Regions from separate parts of the Mus musculus genome. Here region 2 is linked to region 1. Evidence: chromatin contacts called from public HiChIP or PLAC-seq data. All regions are on one chromosome and are shown on one strand. The core of a region is the stretch at or near the end of the contact, and the rest is flanking DNA. Distances in the headings are between cores, read along the strand shown.

Evidence for each region. HiChIP or PLAC-seq counts read pairs in DNA pulled down with a chosen protein or histone mark.
Region 2: an H3K27ac HiChIP or PLAC-seq map of hepatocytes shows a contact between it and region 1, with 4 times the contacts expected there. The contact joins two enhancer-like sites. A contact is called at or near these places in 4 of 484 Hi-C or Micro-C datasets (the G1E-ER4 cell line, the HL-1 cell line and cortical neurons) and 2 of 115 datasets of contacts at active chromatin or transcription factors (bone marrow-derived macrophages and hepatocytes).

What each region holds. Positions count from the first base shown.
Region 1 is chr3:36,492,974-36,499,863 of GRCm38.p6, forward strand. Gm11548 (predicted gene 11548) reads right to left here. Exons shown (of 4, transcript NR_040590.1): 4 at 6,831-6,890. Among named protein-coding and RNA genes, the nearest start is that of Gm11548, 10 kb to the right of the region's middle. Within about 2 kb of position 2,603, at least 71 of the 459 cell types and tissues checked have an H3K27ac peak or open chromatin away from gene starts, as enhancers often do. A contact at or near this core is called in hepatocytes, where this site is marked.
Region 2 is chr3:36,075,994-36,082,883 of GRCm38.p6, forward strand. Acad9 (acyl-Coenzyme A dehydrogenase family, member 9) reads left to right here. Exons shown (of 18, transcript NM_172678.4): 6 at 1-61; 7 at 729-903; 8 at 2,445-2,518; 9 at 4,228-4,303; 10 at 5,818-5,888; 11 at 6,116-6,235. Among named protein-coding and RNA genes, the nearest start is that of Acad9, 13 kb to the left of the region's middle. Within about 2 kb of position 4,033, at least 9 of the 459 cell types and tissues checked have an H3K27ac peak or open chromatin away from gene starts, as enhancers often do. A contact at or near this core is called in hepatocytes, where this site is marked.

The DNA of each region.
Region 1 (6,890 bases), core at 1,353-3,852:
CCACTTCACATTTTCCCTAACAACACAGAAAACAAGTATTCAACAGAGAAAGTGGATCCACGGAGGAAGGGCGCAGCACCAGACATCTCTAATTACTTACAGCTCAGAGGGAAACTCAAGACCATCATCTTAAAGCCCAGTGCTGAAGGCAGCAAGTCACCACAGAGAAGAAACATCAAACCAGCACATTGTCTTTGCAGGACAGGGTAATGCTTATCACTTTCGCTGGGTTCGCTGATAAGAGCGATACACGCAACCACTTTGCTTCAAGTCTAATAGTAGCGTATTATTTTTCTTTCCCCAAAGATAATCCTGGCAATAAAATAATGGGATGAGTGACTAATGACAGCTTGAATCTTATCTCAATAGGTCTCACAATTACCTTAGCAATGGAGAACTCTTGCAATCTATGGTCTATATTCTGGAACAGCCTTGGACATTTTTCATTCATTCAAAGGTCTCTTTATCTCCCTAAGAAAAGTACCCAGAAAACTGTCATTGCCCTGTTAGTGTTTCCATTGTACCAAACACTGGCCTCTTGTTCTCATATCGTCCCATGAACATTCTTCTGTGTATGTCTGTGTCACCTGCTGGATCACAAGTCTTCTGAGGATTTGAAGTGAATTTTATTCTCAATTCTCAGAGTCTCAAACACACAGGAAACAAATGTCTGTTCAGTACATGTTTGTCGAGAGTGGGGCTTTATTAATTAGATGTCCTTGTTTCAACTGTGGCACTTTACAAATAATTCATTTGTTTTCATCTCCATCCAGGAAGTTAATGATAGAGCCTCCTTCGCAGGGTTGTTGAGCGTGTTCTTAATGTTCAGTGTGCACTCACTGTTGCTATGGCCATTGTTGCTAGGCAGCACTGAGACATCATCACTCACAATGCTGGAAGAAGTGCTACCTGAGATCAGAGTCCTTTGTAAACAGAGCCTCTGAGAGAAAAGAACTCAGCCAGATCTATGTCATGGGGCATACAGTCAAGAGAATGATATCTCGGGGCTCTGTTATCCAGGAGTGAAGCTTGCACTGTGTGTGTTTTTGTATTTTAGGGTTTTGACTTTATTTAAGCTTCTTATGTGGGACAGAGAAGTTATTCTTATCATTGTCATTCGTCAAGAGGAGGAAAATGAGACAGAGGTTAAATGGCCAAAGATAATGTTCTCGTAGGTGAGTCACTGGCCACAGATGCCCTGAGTTTGCTTCAAGTTGTAACAGAACAAACAAACCACAGGACTGTCATTAAATGTTTCCTAGAGGCCTGGGTTAGACCCAATCAGGCTCTTTCCTGTTCCTGTGCCCACCTGCCCTCAGTCCACCACAACATCTATTCTATTTTCCCTTCCCAGGGAGATCCGTGCATCCCCTCCTGAGCCCTCCTTGTTATTTAGCCTTTCTGTGTGTGTGTGTGTGTGTGTGTGTGTGTGTGTGTGTGTGTGTGTGTGTATTAGTTATTTTAGCTTGGTGTTTTTGTGGGACTCCTAACAGAGGGAGCAGGGGTTGTTTATGATGCTTTTGCTGCCTTTAGAACCCCGTCCTCCTACTGCATTGCCCTGTCCAGTCTTATTATAAAGAGAGTTGCCTAGTCATATTATAACTTAATATGCCATGTTTGGTTGATATCCCTGGGAGGACTGCGCCATTCTGAAAGGTAATGGAGGAGGAGTGGATGAGAAGGAAAGAGGTGGCAGGGCAGGGGGCTGAGAGGAGAGGAGTGAGGGGACATTGTGGTTGGGATGTTATATATGAGAGAATAAATTAATAAAACAAAGTTTCCTGGGGTAGCACCCAATTCAGCCTGTGTTACTGCTGAGGGGCCAGGAACAGTGACTCACCAAACCATGTGCTTGTTAGGGTTTCCTCCAGCCACCAGCAGACGTGCTGGAATTACTTCTGTGAGGTACAGAATACAATTTCTTTTTAAAAAGACTATAAGCCAAACCATTATTAGATATTATACAGCCATAATAAAATACCAATGCATAAAATCTCCCCTAGCAGTTTCCATCAAAATTGTACTACATCCAGCTACAAAACAGAAGTGAGGGGGCCTCAATATATTATAGCCCACCGTTAGTCACAGATCATTTATTAAGTAGACAAAAAAATACCCAGGCGTTTTTAACTTTCATCAGAGTTGTGTGAGGGGAAACTGCTTGTGGCCCCAGACAAGGAGAAAGTACCCAGCCTCAATGCCAGTCCTGCCAAAGCTGACTATCTGGGAAGCTGCATTTTCTATTAGACAACCAGCAATGTCTGGAGACTTTCTTTCAGCTTACCCTGGACCCAAACCAAAGTGATCAATATTTCCATGTCAGAAGCTTAGCCCTGTGGTGGTGACCTCCATCTTGCTTCACAATATATTGGCAAAGTCAGGTTGGCCGGAAAATAGGCAGGTCAAGGGTGCCGAAAAGTAATGGTTTCGCTTTTAAAATCCTGAGCTAATGGCTAATTTAATATCCTGAGCTGAGCTACTTGTAATGCCTGTACCTCCTCCCTGGAGGTGGCACAGGACCAATAGCTAATGATTCCTTAGCTATCTTTTATTTAGTAATGACAACAGCAGCAATCATGGCTGGACATTTGCTAACTGCCTGATATGAATCACGTCAGCTTTGTGCTGTTATCCCAGGGCTGTGACCTCTCTTGGCTGGAGAAGCGCCTCAATTGATAGGAAGCAGGAAGCAGCGCCACCTGGCGGACTCTGTCTGAAGTGTGTAAGAGAATCAACTCACAGAAGTCTCACTTCAGTGTGTGCAAGGGACCTGAGTCGTCTTTCAGGCCTGCGCAGTTCTCTGATGGCTCCTGCCTGTTAGGTCTCAGAGAAACTCAGGACAAAAGGCTAACTGAAATGCCTATTTAGCTCGCAAAAGCGGATGCTAGTGGCCAGGCTCTCTCAGCATCTCTCAGTACCACCCCCTACCTCCCGCCCCAAACCTCTCCAGCCTCTGAGCATCATTGTTCTTGTTTCTATATAACCCACCCATTTTGACCTCTGGCTTTCTTGGTTACCCTTTGGACTCTTGGCCTCTTGGTTCTTCTTCTTCTCCTGGTCCCCTCTCTTGTCTCTCTCTCTCTCTCTCTTTCTTCTTCTTCTTCTTCTTCTTCTTCTTCTTCTTCTTCTTCTTCTTCTTCTTCTTCTTCTTCTTCTTCTTCTTCTTCTTCTTCCTCTCTTCTCTCCCTCCCATCTCTCCTCTCTGCTGGCCATGTTCCGTCCATCCGTACTCGTCCAGATGCCTCTGGCTCTTCTCTCCCTCCTATCTACAATAAAAACCTTCTCTCAACCATACCTAGAAGGGACCATGCCCGTGTTTTCATTCACTGCCCTCAAGGGATCTGCAAAAACAAACAAATTATAACGTTCTACTTCATGAATGCTCACATTTAGAGACTGCTCCCCGCGCGCCCAGATAGAATTAGATGTTCCGTTTTTCTCAAGGGGCAGGGGTATCCTTTAAGGAAAGACTTTTGGTCCCGGGCCTAATGTTGGGAACACTGCGTTACTTGGCAGCTTTGGTTGCCAGTGAAGAAGGCCAGTGCCAAGAAGAGCCGCTAAGACAGAGTTTAGTGACTTTCTCAGGCTTAGCCTTTCAGGTGGGTTTTGGCCTGGCAGAGAGACAAATTTTTTTAGCTGGGTCCTGGATCCCAGTAGGAAAGGCATTATTTATTGCTACTAAATAAGAGACTTTCCATACTAAGACTTTCTGCTTGAGTTAGTGGGTAGTCACTTCCAGCCGCCTGTCCTGGGTGAACATTGATGCCTACCCTTGTGCACGGAATTGCTAGAATAGTCCTCTGCCCAGGTTTGGAGACAGCCTGCTGTGGACAAAGCTGTTTCAGACCCAGGATTCAGGACTGAAGCGTTCACCAGGACGGAAGAGGCTCAGGCAGAGAAAGCCCGAAAGCCCGAAGCTGAACTGGCTTCTCAGACTTTTCTGAAGAGCTTTTGCGACTTTGGGGCCCACAGCTTTGCCACGTCTGCAAGAGACAGCGGCGAGATGCCGCCCCCAAGCGGCTTCATAGAGTCATGACTCAGATTCCTTTTATAACCTACCGCATCCCTGATGCATGATTCCCTGAAGACAAGTGGAGCTTCCTAACACACATACACACACACACACACACACACACACACACACACACACACGCCGTAACATGTAGGTAACAGCAGGAATCTAGCAGCGTCAAGTAGTTTATGGTTGTTTTAAAATCAGGAGTGAGGAAATTAATAATAAATAATTTCTCTAATGCCTGTCTAACCAAACTAGTCTAGAAAGGCAAAGTTGCTTATTCATAAGAAAAAAAACTGTTTCTTTTAACTTTAAAAGTAGAGAGAGCCTGGAATGGTGACCCACACCTTTAATCTCAGCACGTGAGAGGCAGAGCCAGGAGGATTTCTGAGTTTAAGGCCAGCTTGAGCTCCATAACAAGTTCCAGGTCAGTTAGGGATACACTGAAAACGTGTCCATAGAGAGGGGACGAGAGCCTGGGAGATACGTGGGTGAGACTGTTGCCACACAAGCTTAAGGGCACCAGGTCAGACTCCCAAAGCCTACACAAATGTCAGGTAGATGTGATGGCCCATCTGTAATTCCAGTGCTTAGAAGGCAGAGAAAGGAGTTCTCCAGCTAGCTAGACTGGCTGAATCAGGGGACTCTGTGTTCAAGTACAGGACCATACCTGAATATCTAAGATGGGAAGGAATGAGGCAGACACTGGACATCAAACTCTGGCCTCCACATGCACAGGGGCACTCACGCAATCAGCACAGACACCTGCATCAGCACCCACACACATAGTAATGCACACTGTGCACACATACACAGAAGACCAAGTTCATGTGTTCACAAATACAAAATTCTTGGCAGCCTTCATGTGAGAAACGCTTGATTTGAAAACAACCATTCCTTCCTGGAGAAAAGGACTCGTTTGCTACTTCAACCTTCTTTGCCTACTCCTTTATTTGCATTTTACTTTGTGTTGCTCCTGCCTTAAGCTTTGTTTGAAGTGAATCAAATCACATACACTTTTTTACAGATGCTCCAACACATTTTGAGAGAAGCCTGGCCTGTATATATCTACTGCCTGTTTCCCGTGCATTTTTAAAAAGTGATTTTCACACTTCTGCTTGAAATGACTAACAGCAAAATATATTAACCTTTTTTGTCTTCTGAAAATATTTATATTTTAAGTCTTGCTGTCTCTTCCCTCTTTTCAAGTCCTCTTTAAGGAACAGAGGTAAGTATATTCTTGGGGCAGGGCAGTGCCTACCTGAAATCCCAAATCCAGAAGTTCAGGGTCTCTTTGACTACGTAGGAACTTAAAGCATCTTGGGCTATGTGAGACCCTGCCTAAGAAGCAAAGAATTCACCTAGATTATTTTTACTGACTGGTTATTTTCTCTCCAGCTGTGCGTGCGTGGCCCTAGCGATTCCAGGCGCTGACTCAGCATGTTCAAGCATCTGCTCCTCTGGTGCATTGCCAGGCTGTAGGCTCAGGCAACTTCTGGACTTAAAAAAACAAAACAAAAAACAAACAAACAAACAAAAAACCTTTCCATTCCAAGTGGAAGTCTAAAACAGCTTGTTAAAAGAGGTGTTTAAAGATAGAAGGAGCCAGGCGGTAGTGGTGCATGCCTTTAATCTCAGCACTCTGGAGGCCGAAGCAGGGAGATCTCTGTGAGTTTGAGGCCAAGCTGGTCTACAGAGTGAGTTCCAGGACATTCAAGGCTACGTAGAGAAACCAAGTCTCAAAAAAACACCAAAAGAAAATAAATGAAAGTAAGGAAAGAAAGGGATTATAGTTCCAACAGGATGACTTGCCACGCCTTCTCTATCGGGACCCTCCAGGAACACCAGATGCGCCATGAAGGTGATTACGTGGGATCTTGTGGCCCATGCTCAGGAGAGATGTGGGTAACACTGCTCTCAAGTACTCCACTGTTATCTACTGGGCCCAAGCAGCCCAGAGAGCCACCCCTGCTGCCAGGGCCAGGGACCTCATATTTGCCACTTTGTGTCTTTTGTGGATTTTTAGTTTCCTTACAGTGCTGAAGATCAAGGCCAGGGTGTAATGTCAGGGGTCTACCAGGCCTGTTTCTCTCCTTAAATACCCTCTTTACATGCTTTCATGCGGCTTCAGGTAACTCTGCATCCTGGTTTCTCCCACACTTGGGCAGCTGCCACTTCTTCTTAGGCTGGCTCTTTTTCTCATGCCCAAATTCTGAGTACCATTCAAAAACCCATAATGTGGAAAAGAGAGCTGAGTTCTCTGACCTTCACATAAGTATAGGCTGTAGTTTGCACATGCAGACACACACACACTAGAATACACACCCTCACATACACACCCTCACACACACACACACATACCACACACATACACGAATACACACACATATTCATACACACACTTGATATTTAAAAAGTATAAATGTTCTAGGGCCATAGCTTATACACAGTGGTACAGTGTTTGCCTAGCATGTGTAAGGCAAAACAAAAGAAACAAACATCTATCACAAGTGACCAGTGTGCAGCATCCTTGTAGTCTACTCAGAATCACAGTCTTATCTTCTCCAGGACCACCCCTTTAAAGGTGCCAGCCCCCACATGCTGTGTAGAATTCACATCAGGACCATAACAGTTCCCTAACTACAGTCTGCAGAACCCTCCAGTCATAACGGTGAACTCTCGACCCCAACGATGTGCCGCGGATATGAAGAAAGGCAGGCACGGAGGAAGTTGTTAAGACATAAGGACTACACTCTATCAGGGGACATTGCGGGATGCTGGAGTCAAGACAAACCAACAACACAACCTGAGCATGCCAGGTAAACACTTCACGTGGATTTGTATTGAAGACTCCAAGATGAAGCTAATTAGGACC
Region 2 (6,890 bases), core at 2,783-5,282, 420 kb before region 1:
CATCCAGACCAGAGCTACGTTAAGTGAAGATAAGAAGTACTTCATACTCAATGGCTCCAAGGTACAGCCATGCCTTCTTGCCCTCTCAGTCTTTCCCGCCTCTGTGTCTTCCTTCTGCACACCAGACACCAAGAGATCTGCACGTCACCCACGGTGTGTGGCACTTCTTTCTCAGAACAGCCTGAGGCAGAGCGGAGTGGCTAGCCCAAGTCCCTCAAGTGGCAAAGGCAGTATTGGAGCAAGGTGGTCTTATCCGCAGTCTCCTCGATTCTGCACACAGCTGCCTCTGTGTGTTTATTTTCAATCTCTAGTCCACAAGATTTCAAAGAGGCAAAGTATAGTGCAGTGCACTTGCATGGCTCACGGCTGGTCGTGTTTCTGTTGTCTTCACCACCTCTGTGTGCTATCTGAGATTTAATCAAGGATTGCTTAAAGATAGAGCACCATTAGCAAATGGGACAGAGGATAGTAATAGCTCCTTATCTAGTTAGCCTTCAGCTTTCCCTGCTCACCGCCTACCCTCTGCCCTTGATCACTTTGTTTTGCTTGAATCAAAAAGTAAATGAATTCCCATCCATTGTGATTTTTGAGCACCCTTTCTTTTTCCTCATCCCCCATTTCACTTGTTCAGTTGATAAGTACAGTGTATGAAGTCTGTGTGTCTGGCGGCCTGAAACTTAGTGTTGGATAGAGCTGAGGGGTCTCCAAGGATCGTTGTTTTTCTTCAGGTTTGGATCACCAATGGAGGACTGGCCAATATTTTTACTGTGTTTGCAAAAACCGAGGTGGTCGATTCTGATGGTTCGAAAACAGACAAAATGACCGCATTCATAGTAGAAAGAGACTTCGGCGGAATCACTAATGGGAAACCTGAAGATAAATTAGGCATTCGAGGCTCCAACAGTAAGTGTGGCAGACGTGCTTCTGTATGAGTGCGGCAGAGACTTGAAAGACAGGCCCTGTCCCTGTGACCTACGAAGGTGAAAGGGCACCTCATTGCTCATGGGTTTAGTTTAGCAATTAGCAACATCAAATTAAGAGTGCAGCCACAACCTGTGCTGCTTGGTACAGTTGGCACTGTTGACCCTAGGTGAGTGAGGGCAGCTGAAATCCCAGCCTCAGTAGGGGCAGGCATGCATGTCACACAACTGCAGCTGTCTTGGGCACACATCCTGTGGCAGGCCACCACATCTTTCTTTCCTAGAATCCTTTTCCTTTCTTCCTACTGTCCAGATCCACCTTTCATCCCTTGGTCAGCCCTTGCTTCAGTGGAAGCTGGTGTCCTGTTTGTTTCCTAAGCTCACCCATCTGGCCGGCCATAGTGTTCTTATACTAACTAGTCTCTTGGTATAAAGTGGCATGTCAGGCCCACAGCTGTGCAGCCTGCGTTTCTGCAGCTCGTTCAGCAGCGTCATTTACCTGCTGACAACTGGGAGGATGGAGGCCCAGCAGCATGCAGACCCCAAAAGATGGCTCATGAATATGAGATGAAGTCAAAGAGGAAGGCAGGTGTGCCCCATACCCAGTACACTTTGAAAGAGTGACTGGGTCCTCTAGCCCACATACCCAACCCCTAAATATGACCAGCAGACAGATCATGTTTCATGGCATTCCACCTCGACAGGTATCACACTTGGCCCTAGTGTCTCTTGAACCCTAACCTTCCTCATCTTGAGTGTCTCTGGTTCAGCATGCCAGGACTTGCATTGTTTGTGCATTAGAATATCCAGGCAGTGCTAGAGGGAATGCTGTGCAAAGGGAACTGTTCAGCCCCTGCCTAGTCCTAGGCACCTTGCTTTCTCATTGTTTAACGCACACTGACCAATAGAGTCAGCCTTTCTTACAGGATTGCTGGTGGTCTCTGGCTACAGTGTCCCTGTCAGTCAGACACAGTAGGATTTAGCTTGCAGCAGTGGAATCTTATTTCTTATGGTTTGGGGATGCCTGCTTCAGTCTGAAGGATGTTGGTGAATTGGGTTAGGTTGTGTGTCTGTACACGTCGGGTCGTCTACATTCCGTCTGTTAACTCCCTACCCTAAGCTGGGAAGATGCTGCTCTATGGAACATGAGTGTGACTCTGTTAATAAGAATCCCATTTATTCTAAGGGCTGAGGCACTGCTGGTGCTCTCCCTTGCTTTCCTGGTTTTTTGGCTATTTTGTTCCTTTCAGCTACTGTTACATGTTACCTTAGAAGAGTCTGTCATGGACTTTCAAAAGATGGCAGCCCCCTTCAGCTCCATCCTTCTCTGTACTGAGCTGATATTTCATCATAGTACTGACCATGCTGACATGTCCTCGTGTCTGTGGTGGCAGGAACGTGGTCTATCTTCACTGTTCTTTAGGATGCTAAATGAGTGCATTAGCCAGTCAGCCACGGGCCTGTGGTCAAGAGCAGAGCAGTTTGAATTTGTTTGTCACGCTCTTTCAATTCCTGTTGTTTTAGCATGTGAGGTCCATTTTGAAAATACCAGAGTGCCTGTGGAAAATGTCCTTGGAGAAGTTGGAGGGGGCTTTAAGGTAAGTTGCAGGCAGTCCCATGTAAGTGCTGTGCTGTTTCACAAGAGTCTCATGTTCTGCCCTGACCTTTTTCCTAGCAGGCTAGCCTGTGGCCTTGTGTAGCTCTTGGGCATAGGAATTCAGCAACACAAAGGCTGAAAAAATGGCTTGCTCTTAGAGGAGGGAGTCTGGTTAGGATGAGGAGTCTTTATTCCCCTTGGAGATCTCCTTCATCTTGATCGAGGAATGGGGTTCCTCTCTCTAGCAAGTGTGAAAAACAGGCTAGTGGGCTTGAGAAGTTCAGGTTTCAAGAACCCTTAACGTAAGTCTCTGCCCTAATAGTCAGCTTTATATTTTAAAGATTCATTTTTTCTGGGCAGAATAGAGTCTCACCAAGTAGCTCTGACGAGCCTGGCACTCACTATGTAGACCGCACTGGCCAAGGACTCACCTGCCCCTCACGCCCCAAGCCTGGGATTAAGCGCATATGCCACCCTAATCAGCCAGATTCATTTCTCTCTACTTTACGTATATGCATAGGTGTCTCAATTTATGTGTGTGAATTGCATGTGTGCCTGGTACCCGCAGAGGCCAGAGAAGGCTTCTGATCCTCTGGAGCTGGAGTTACAGGCTGTTCGTGAGCCTCCGTGGGAGCGAGGAACAGCCTAAGTGCTCTGTAAGAGCGCAGGTGGCCGTAACCGCTGAGCCATCTTTCCAGCCCCATCTTTATATGTTATGGAGAAATAGTTTACATGACATTTAACTTAAACACATCTCTGTCACTCAGTATTTCATTCTTTTGAATGGGTAGATGATGTTCTCCTGTGTGGGTAAACCACGTACTCATTAAGCTAAATTGTTACTTTGGGGCTAGTGTCAGTAACAGAGTTGTGAACTTTCATCCTCAAATTTTTGTTTGAGAAATATGTTCTCAAGCCCTTTGAGTGTAAATGTAGTAATAGAATTGCTAGCCTGTAATAGAATGGCACTTTCTTGAAGAACTTTTTCCATAGTGGTTATAGTGTATGAAGTTCTACATCTTCACTAACACTTGGAAGCTGTCTGTGTTTAAAATTAAGCCTGAGGCTTCCCTCGGTTTCTTTAGTTGGGCTCTCTGGAGGTGAGGAGAACCCATGTGACTCGGGATGAGGTAGCACAGCTTGCAGCTGGAGCTGTGTTCCTGTGTGGCTCCCAGTGTTCACTGTATTGGGTCAGAATACAGGGTGAGGAAAGAGGCAGGGGCCAGCAGAGCCACTGTCACAGGCACCTGGCAGTAGTTACCAGGGCCACCTCTGTATACAGGCTTGCCTGCCGTGAGTGTGCTGGCTGTAGCCTGGAGAAAGTCATGACACCGCACTGAGCCACAGCTGCTGCATCGGAACAGCATGATCCTGAAGTCCAGCTAGTGTTCTTGCTGCTTACAGGACATGTAGCCCATCTGAGGTTCTCTTCCTTCACTGGACAGGGCGTGCTGGCAGGTGCATTTAGAGTATGATCAATGACTTGCAGTCAGAGGCCAGTGATGTTGATGCAAATGCACAACAGTGCCCAGGCCACCCAGTTCAAGGGTTAGAGCTGCTTGCTTCTGGCCTGAAAACTGGTAGGGCATTAACTCGGCCTTTGTACTGGCATGGAATTTGAACCACTTGCCTTTGCTTTCATGGAAACTGGTATGGCTGGCTTCCTCGGCCTCCTTCAGTGCCTCTCCACCTTTTCCACCCCCCCTACAGGTAGCCATGAACATCCTGAACAGTGGGCGATTCAGCATGGGCAGTGCTGTGGCCGGGATGCTGAAGAAGCTGATCGGTATGTGATAGTTCCCTAACTCAGCTCTGACAGAATACTTTCCAAACGCAGTGTTAGGAGGGGAGGGTTTATTCTGGCTCCCACTTTGAATCCGTGGACCATCTTGGCAAGGTGCAGATAGAAAGCAAATAGCTCCGGCTTCTAGGGTATGAGGCATGTTGTGTGTGTACTCAGGAAGCAGAAAGAGTGAATGTTGGCTTCCCATGGCTTTATCCTCTTTTATTCACTCTGGCACCTCAGTTTATGGGCTGACACAGCCTATACTCGAGGTGGCTCTTCCCTCCTCAGTTAAACATCTCTGGGAACTCCCTCACAAACATGCCCTGATGTGTCTCCTCGTATCGATTTGTGATTCTAAAGCCATTCAGGTTGACACTGTAGATGAACCTCCACAGTAGGGAAGTCAGGAGCAGGAGCCCTCTGCAGCACCTACTGCATACCCAGAATGTCTGTGCCATTCCCGCTGGGTGGGAAAGTATGAGCTACACCACTTGGACAAACCGCTTAAGTTAGCATCTGGCCTTTGATTTAGACCAAATGTACTTCTTCCCCAGAGGCTGTGTATTTCAACATCTCTCTGCTTTATAGACACACTAGTCCATGACAAATATGGCTGTTTAATGAGCTTTGTTCCATGAGCAAAAGAAAGCCTTAGATCTAATCTCACAGAGTCCCAGGGCTCCTTGGACAGAGCTGTGGGTTATGAAGTGCTGGAAGCAAAAACAGCCCTGTAAATTCTATGGCTGTTGACGTTTACTACAGTGTAGCACGCATTTGGGTTCAGAGCGGGTGGTGGTTTACACAAGCCTATGCATCATGACCTAAAGATAAACCTGCCTGCTAGGTGCAAGCTCCTTTCATCACGATCGTTTCTGTGGCTCTCATCTGTGAGGGCTCTCACTGTCTAGAAACATGGGGGCATAGGAACAAAGGGAGACCAGCAGCAGCTGGGTCACACCAGAAGTACTTGAGAAACAAGTTACAGGCAGAGTTGGAGGTACTGGTGCCAGGGTGGACAACTGGATGTCCCTCTGGGGCACTTAGAACCCAGCACTAATGTGAGGCCCCAGCCAGGGCTTTGACGTGAAGACAACCCTTGTGCTGTGTTTGAGGACCTGTGGGCCCACTCCCACGGCTTCCTTGGGTGCCCTGTGCACCAGGTTTTGTGCTAGGTGCCTCCAGCCTTCCACCCCCTTTACCTTCCCAGCATTGCTATGAGGTGGGCACTGTGAAGGGAGGCAGCGTGTTTCCTTCCATACCCTCACAACTGACTCAGCATTCTGTCTTCTTAACCTTCTTCCTGCTGCCTGTGGGACCATGAGGCCTGAGAATTCCACCTCCAACAGCTGCCAGAAAGTGGGGTCTCTGGCTTCAGGGCTTCTATTTTCAGAAACAGAGCTCTCTCATATTTCCTTCTGGGTGCTGAAGAGTCATCATGTTTCCCGTAGGAAACAGTTTTCCCATAACCTAAATCCAGTTTGTTTGTTTGTCGTGACAACTCTGTTCTTCTTTAGAACTGACTGCTGAGTATGCCTGTACGAGGAAACAGTTCAACAGGAATCTCAGTGAATTTGGGTTGATCCAGGTACTGTAGGCCTCGCTTTGCTGTGGGTGAGGAGAGGCTTTCAGTTCTGTCCCTGGGCTGTGCCTGTGGGCAGGGGAATGGGAAGACAACTGCACCAGGCATTATTGGTGCTAGGGCAGCAAGGCTCTGACACAATTGGCTTTTTCAGGAGAAGAGAGGTTAGGAGATTTATTTAAGTCTATGCACATGCAGATCGCTTCTTGATTTTGTTTTTCTAAACATTTCAGGAAAAGTTTGCGCTCATGGCTCAGAAGGCATACGTAATGGAGAGTATGGCTTACCTCACTTCAGGGATGCTAGACCAACCAGGATTTCCCGACTGCTCTATCGAGGCAGCCATGGTGAAGGTAATCCCAGCAACTGGAGCACTGGAGGGAGATCATCCTTTCTGGGGCGACCCATGGCATTGTCAGCCACCTTCCTTTCGTGAGTCGATGGCCTTTGACCTTGTGATATGCACCTGTGCAGCTCTCTGGGCCAGCAGGGCCCTAGCGTGAAGCCAGGAGAAGGGATTCGGAAGGGTGCTCATGAGTGTGAGTCTACAGGACAGCTCCCTACTTCCCCATGGATTGTGCCCAGTTCGGTTGTTTGTTTTTCTGGTTGATCCTACTGTATAGCAACAGGAACACACAGAAAACACAGACATCAAAACTTTATATCCATGTAAATTAGCTGGACTTTCCTGGGAAGGAGTGCTATTTTTTTTCCAGAGTAGATGGAAGATGGTCTTTCTTCTTGGTCAGAGTTTTCTTTTAGAACATGTTTAATGAGGTAAAAAGACTTCACTGGTTGCAAGATTCTGATCTCTCTGGTCTGTAAAAGGGCTAAGTTGACTTTTAGGCCTTGTCCTGAGTTACGTGTATGCTGCTGTTCTACCTTAAAGGGTTCTAGAAATATTGCAAATAGGAAATGTTCTAAAACAACCTTTGAGTCTAGAACAGTCCCAAGTTTATATCCTTGTCCCTGGGCTTCCTCAGACTGTCCCTTCTCAAGGTGGCCGAC